Regions from separate parts of the Danio rerio genome. Here region 2 is linked to region 1. Evidence: chromatin contacts called from public Hi-C data. All regions are on one chromosome and are shown on one strand. Each heading gives the region's core, a stretch centred on a gene start, on an enhancer-like site or on the middle of the called end of the contact. The rest is flanking DNA. Distances are from core to core; before and after follow the strand shown.

Region 1 (3,359 bases), core at 700-3,199:
GTAATGTAGGGTAGAAGTGAAGCAGGTTATGTAAGACTCACAGGGAGCTCCTTTGTTATTGTTGCTGCAGTTTGTTTTTAATGAAATGTTTAAAGTTAAATCGCAATTTTAATTTTAAGGGTTTCAATTTTTTAGTATGGTATTCAAATTTAATTCAATTAATCTTTATTCATCTAGCGCTTTAACAAAGTAGATTGTGTCAAACAGCTCAACAGAAGTTCTAGTAAATTGAAACTGTGTCAGTTCAGTTTTTAGAGTTGAAGTTCAGTTTAGTTCACCAATCGATGAAAGTGAAAGAAAAAAAACCTTGAGAGAAACCAGGCCCAGTTGTGCATGACCATTTCTGCTCTGGCCAAACTTCCTGTTAACTAGAAAGGTCAAATGAATTCCAAACTGTTTCTAACAAAATGTCTGATAGACAATAAGTTTACTCATTAGCCAAATTCCCAAAGTTTTAGATCAAAATTTTGCACAAAAATTGCAGCAAGGTGCCATAACACAGGCGAAGTTCCATGTACACATTAATAAAATATTTCCACACAACATACCATACTTCATTATGTTGGTGCATCTCCCTCCCCCCTGGTTTCATTTAATGACTTAATGGTCACCATTATAACATCATTTCTGGTTCTATTTGTCCTGCAAATAGGAACTCTAAAACGACATCCTGATGGCAACAGCTGAAACACAGAGTACAATGGGTGCATAGGATACTCTGAGCTCTCTTTAAAACACAATTATGGTAAGATACCATTAGACCAGCTTGGTTAAAACCGACAGTCTTGCCTGCCACCTTAACCAGGCTGCTTAGCCTGTTCTTACCTGACAGACTCAGATTACCGTACCAAGCTACAATGCAAAAAGATAAAACAGATTCAATAAATAGGTAATACAACAGAAGTTACAAACCTTAAACGATCTAAGTTTCCTCAGGAAAAACAGAACATTAATTCTGTTTCCGCTGCACCATGACTTTATATTCTATACTGTGCATTAGACTGTTCTGTTTATATTCTAATACTGTACATTAGTTCTGTTAAGTGACAAGACTTTGTCTAAACAAAGTCAGACCTTACTGTCCTAATAAAATGAATAAAAATCAAGGCATGATCATATTTTATTTTAGTTAAATAGACGTAATCTAGAGGCCTTTGCATTGCATAAAAGCCACTTCTGATACCAAATGTTCAACTAGAGATCAAGTTATTCATTTGATGTTCCTAAAACTTAGATAGGCACCAAGACTTTGTCAGGTAGTGTATAATGCATTTGGTTTGCTTCAGCCAAATAATGCAAAATGAGATGCTTAGGAGAAGTAAAGCTTCAAAAAATTACTATAAAAGCACTACAATAGAGGTCAAGTCCTGCAAGACCTTCACATGTGAAGTGTGATCAGCATTACATGGAAAACAGCAGCTACACAAACTTCTCCTTTCTTAAGTTCCACTGAATGTAAATTTGGCGCTGAACTTTTACTTTGACAAGTTGACAGCAGTGTGAGCCGTCTTGTGATTTCAAGGATCAAAAATTTGGAGCGCCACCAAGTTTGTCATGTAAGACGGCGGACAGTGAGACATTGTTTCTGAGAAGTGTGATGAATGGAGGCTTCAGTGAGGGCACGCGTGGCGTCAGATTGCGGGTCAGTTGTGGTCACCAACTGCATGCTAAGGGCGGCATCTGTGCCAGCTTCTACCCTAAATGGCCAGCAGGAAAAGATGTGCTCTACAGTGATCTGCTGATCCAGGGCCTGATCGTCTGTACCCGCTGCTACTCTCTCTTTCTGGGTATGCTCTAAATTTGGACGTACTACGATGATGCCCTCTCTCTTATTTCACGCCCCTTTAAATCAAGTTTCCCCCCTGCCGCATGTTTCCATTCAGGTCCTCCTGCCGCAGCGCTTTTCCTGCACACAGTTCTGTTTTATATCCTGCAGTTCCTAGAAAACATTCCGACGTAAAGTTCGAGGAAGAGGCTGAAAAACAGATCATCCCCTGTACGCCGCTCATGTGGGAGCCATGTGAATTTTCTCGGAGGCCCTTTTTATGGATTTGCTCAAACTTTTGGTCACATTAGGACATCTGAAGGGTTTTGAGAACTTTCATTTGGCTCGAAATGCTCAGGTTTAGGGTTTTTTACACAGATTATTGCCAGGTTATTGTCAAACTAAATCCTGCATTTGACCTGCAATTTAGAAGTGGTGTTAGTGGTCTTGAGGCTCTACTTTACTGGTGTTTGCTTCATATAGAGCGCGTTAGTGGTTGCTTTTTTTTAAAGAAAGTTTCTTCTGGAAGAAATTTTCTCTTTTATTTTCTCATAGGAGTTTTTTAGCCATGAACACAACCGACAAGCTATGAGATGAATTGCACCATTACAAACTATGATTTGAGTCAAAGTATATAAAACTGTTTAAAATAAGTACTTAATGGCAGAAGGAACTACAGTCCCATCAAGCTTTGTGAATGACATAACTACACCGGCCACTTTATTAGGTACACCTGTCCAACCAGATTTTATTTGACTCTTTTATGGAAAAAAGAGCAGTTGTGATTTTTAAAGATAATACACATCCCCTTCACTCAGCATTTGAATTGCTACCATCAGGACGCAGGTTTAGAATTCCTAAAGCACGAAGAAATGCCTATAAAAAGTCATTTATCCCAATGGCAGTTGTTGTTCTAAACCGGATTAATGTTTGTAGTGAATGAGGTGGTTACAAAGAATGATTTGCAGTATTGTGCATGGGGCTAATTTGGTTTTTAGACTTTTAACTTATGTTGTTGTCTTGATAAGTGTTATTGTGTCGTTGTTGTATGTTTGTAATTGTTGTCCTAAATCCAGTGTTGAAGAAAAATTTCCTTTCTGTGTCAAGCAGAACGGACAATAAAGTTTAAACTAAACTAAACTAAACCGCTTGTTAACGATATTTCTAATCAGACAATCACATGGCAGCAACTCAATGCATTTAGGCATGTAGACATGGTCAAGACAATCTGCTGCAGTTCAAACCGAGCATCAGAATGGGGAAGAAAGCTTGGTTGTTAGTGCCAGACGGGCTGGTCTGAGTAATTCAGAAACTGCTTATCTACTGTAATTTTCACACACAATCATGTCTAGGGTTACCAAAGAACGGTTCAAAAAAGAGAAAATATCCAGTGAGCGGCAGTTCTGTGGCGCTAATGCCTTGTTGATGCCAGAGGTCAGAGGAGAATGGCCAGACTGGTTCTAGTTGATAGAAAGGCAACAGTAACTCAAATAACCACTTGTTATAACTGAGGTATGCAGAAGAGCATCTCTGAACACACAATATGTCAAACCTTGAGGCGGACGGGCTACAGCAGGAGAAAACAACACCAGGT
Region 2 (3,406 bases), core at 410-2,909, 150 kb after region 1:
AAGACCTGTTTAAAATGATTCCGGACACACAACACAATATTTCAGTGAATTTAAGACTTTAAGCACTAAAATTTTGTTTTTGAAAGACATTAAAAGTTTTTAAGACCCCGCAGACACACTATTGTGCAGCCATAATTAAGAGTAGCTTGGAATCGAAGACTTAAGAACGTCCACTTCCATTCAATACGGTTTATTTAAATTAGATAAATGGAGCACTTTTGACTTCCAAGGCATTTTGCAACAAAAAAACAAGAACAAAAAAAAAACAAGAGTTCAATCTACAAAACTAATCATTCACGTTCCTTCCAGGAACAGTACAATTGTTTCAAGAAATGTCTTTGATTCTAATACAAAAACAAAACATTGCCTCCAAAAAAAAAGTCATAGGCCACAAGTTTGAGGTTTTATGAATTGAGTCTTTATAATAAATCCTCCAGGAGAGCAAATTTATATGCATCTACTACGGGGCTACAGCGTCAAAGCTTTGGTAAACGAACAAACGATTAAAAATGATTGAGAATCAAACAGGTTGAATAAATAACCACAGTGATGCCTTCGTAAGCTCTCACAGTCATAAGCAACCCAAATATGATCCACTATAATCCAGTCCTTCATTCATCCACCCAATCACAACGCTCGGTCCCTCCCCTCCTCTCCACTCATTGGCTGAATCCGTTTTACAGACATTGGGTGGATTAAAGGCAGTGGTGCAGTTTTCAGTTACCCTAAACTGTACAAAAATAGACGCCTAGTGCTGCTTTATCTAATCTCCAAAACAAACGAGAAACAAAGAGGTGAATAATACAACAGTCTTTCCATAGTTTCGCTAATATATACACAAGTTTTTTGATCTCTAACCAGAAGGCTGAGTGCTTACGAATACGACATAAACAAATAACTTTAATATATCTTTAAGCTCCGACGGTCAATCTAGATCTCTAAATACATATATATCTGTATATATAAGTATACATATATATGTAAAGCACGTAGCCTGCAGAATCAACTTTATTAAGAGGCGACATTCGCAGGGACGCTGCAAAACGTTTGTTCTTAGAGCACAGTGTACTTAAATCGAACGTCTTTTCGAGTGGCAAGAATCGTCAACAGTTTTGCCTCCACTTAAAAAACAAAAACACACAAAATCGCAACAAGAAAAAGCTCGAACGAATTCACTAAACGGAAAAAAGCCACAGACGAATTCAACGAAAAAAAATTGAATCAATTGAGATAGTTAGGCGTGATTAAAGGCGCCGAACGATCGTTGGTAAGTGTCCTTCGAAGTTTCACTCCTCTACGTATCATACTTAACATATCTCCTCCACCGCTGCTCGGTTCAGGAGCGCCGTCTGTATGATCCACGCCAGGCTGAGCTGAGTTATTCAGCCCGCTTTCACTTGGCATGCCGGAATTGTGAGCTAGCGTGTTTTGAACCTGCTGCTGAACTTGATGTTTGAGTTTCTGCTGGAGCTCTTTGTGATGGATCTGTTGATACTGCGGCTCTTGATTGTATTGCTGTTGGTGATTGTATTGATTGTATTGCTTTTGGTTGTAATGTTGCTGTTGTTGCTGCTGATACTGCCTCTGTTGTTGTTGGTGTAGTGTGAACTGCTGTTGCTTGCTCATTTGATACAGCGGCTCTGTGCTGCCCACTGGTGGCTGCCCGGGGAACATGGAATAGTATGGAGGCGGCATCGCGCTCAGACTTTGAGTGGACGTACACAGATTATGCCTGGCGTGAGCTAAATCGGAGCCGGGCACTCTGTTGCTTTGGGTCACTCCAGGAGGACATGTGATGTCATCACTGCCACTCAGGCCAGCGGTAGAAATGGACGCCTTCAGAGGCACCTAAAATAAAAGAGAAAGAGATCTCGGGTTACTGTGATATTCTTATTATTGTAAGCAAGATCAAAAATAGTACAGGATTACAACTGGCATCAAAATACTAATTTCTTTTGTGATCAATAGGCCTGTCACAATAATCAATATGGACTTATCATGTAACACTTGGAGATTACCTCAATATTTTTTACCGTTGAAGAATTTACCTAAAGATCTGAAAATCCTTGTAGCAAACTTATGTGTGTGTGTGTTGCTTCAAGAAAGTAACCATTCATTTGTTTTGCGTTTTATTTTCATTTGTCCATATTTATTTATTCTTTATTTAATTATTTTATTTAATCATATGATCATTATTCATTTCATTATATAATTTACTGATCATTAGTTAATGATTGGATTATTATTGATTATTATTTGTCATTTTTTATGCATTTATATTTTTATGATTATTTTCCTATAATTATTGCTTTATTATTTTTTTAGTTTTTGCCTTATTGTTATAATCTTATGACTGTAGAATTAAGCGACACTTGTTTTCATGTGTAAGAGATAAGAGAATGTCTCCATTTCAAGGTCTGTATTGTCTCTGGACAATGTTGTGAAGCTGTAATTTTCCTTTGCTGTTGCTTGTGGTTTAATAACACTTGTTGGATTTATCTTGGTCAGACAAAGTCTGAGCATTGAATCATACGCAACTAAGATTATTCAATAAGCTCTGCTCTTTCTTTATTATCATTACTACGTCTCCTTCTTCTGCTCCTCTCTGGTTTTCTCAGTCAACTCCTATATTAATAGGAGACTGTTCTTCAGTTTAATACTGGTTCATAGGTTTGGGCATTGGAAACTCTGCTGACTTGTTGTCCAGATACCCGTTTTCTGACAAAATCTGGTGTCCGGGGCTGGATCATATTTATCTGGCGAGGAGATGGTGATTTAACACTGTTGCAATATATATTTACAAACTGACAAATAATGCTAAAGCCATTTTACAATGACATTTACTTAGAGTACCTCAATGGTGTCAAAGTTTATAATTGGACATTTACCTAATAGGACATTTAATAGTATTTATAATAGGACATTTAATAGTATTTATAATAGGACATTTAATAATTTAACATTAAATTATGGAGTCTAAATAACCTTAAGAATGATAAGCATTTTAAAGTGTTATGGCTATTTATTTCTATTATTACGCTGTTATAAAATCAGTGGCATAAAATTATCTCAAACTGTTTTGAGACAACAATTTCTGTCTTAGTGTGACAGGCTTAGTGATCACTTAACATCACTTATGGTATGGGGCTATTCACATATCATTTTACAAGCATGCACGCATGCACGCACGCACACACACACAGTTGAAGTCAGAATTATTATCCCCCCTTTGATTTTTTCCCCCTTTTTAAATATTTCCCAAATGATGTTTAACAGAGCAAGGAAATTTTCACAGCATGTCTAATAATATTTTTTCTTCTGAAGAAAGTCTTTTTTGTTTTATTTCGGCTAGAATAAAAGCAGTTGCACATTCATCAAATGAATTTATATAAAACAATAATAAAGA

Evidence for each region. A called contact is a pair of places that touch in the nucleus more often than the background predicts.
Region 2: a Hi-C map of fibroblasts shows a contact between it and region 1, with 3 times the contacts expected there. The contact joins two enhancer-like sites. A contact is called at or near these places in 3 of 18 Hi-C or Micro-C datasets (caudal fin, embryo and fibroblasts) and 1 of 4 datasets of contacts at active chromatin or transcription factors (caudal fin).

The regions. Positions count from the first base shown.
Region 1 is chr6:53,075,837-53,079,195 of GRCz12tu, forward strand. No RefSeq gene overlaps it. Among named protein-coding and RNA genes, the nearest start is that of mych, 19 kb to the right of the region's middle. Within about 2 kb of position 1,950, at least 11 of the 62 cell types and tissues checked have an H3K27ac peak or open chromatin away from gene starts, as enhancers often do.
Region 2 is chr6:53,225,527-53,228,932 of GRCz12tu, forward strand. It overlaps mtss1 (MTSS I-BAR domain containing 1), which reads right to left. Exons shown (of 15, transcript NM_001123252.1): 15 at 1,222-1,848. The coding sequence ends at 1,222. Among named protein-coding and RNA genes, the nearest start is that of mtss1, 100 kb to the right of the region's middle. Within about 2 kb of position 1,660, at least 6 of the 62 cell types and tissues checked have an H3K27ac peak or open chromatin away from gene starts, as enhancers often do.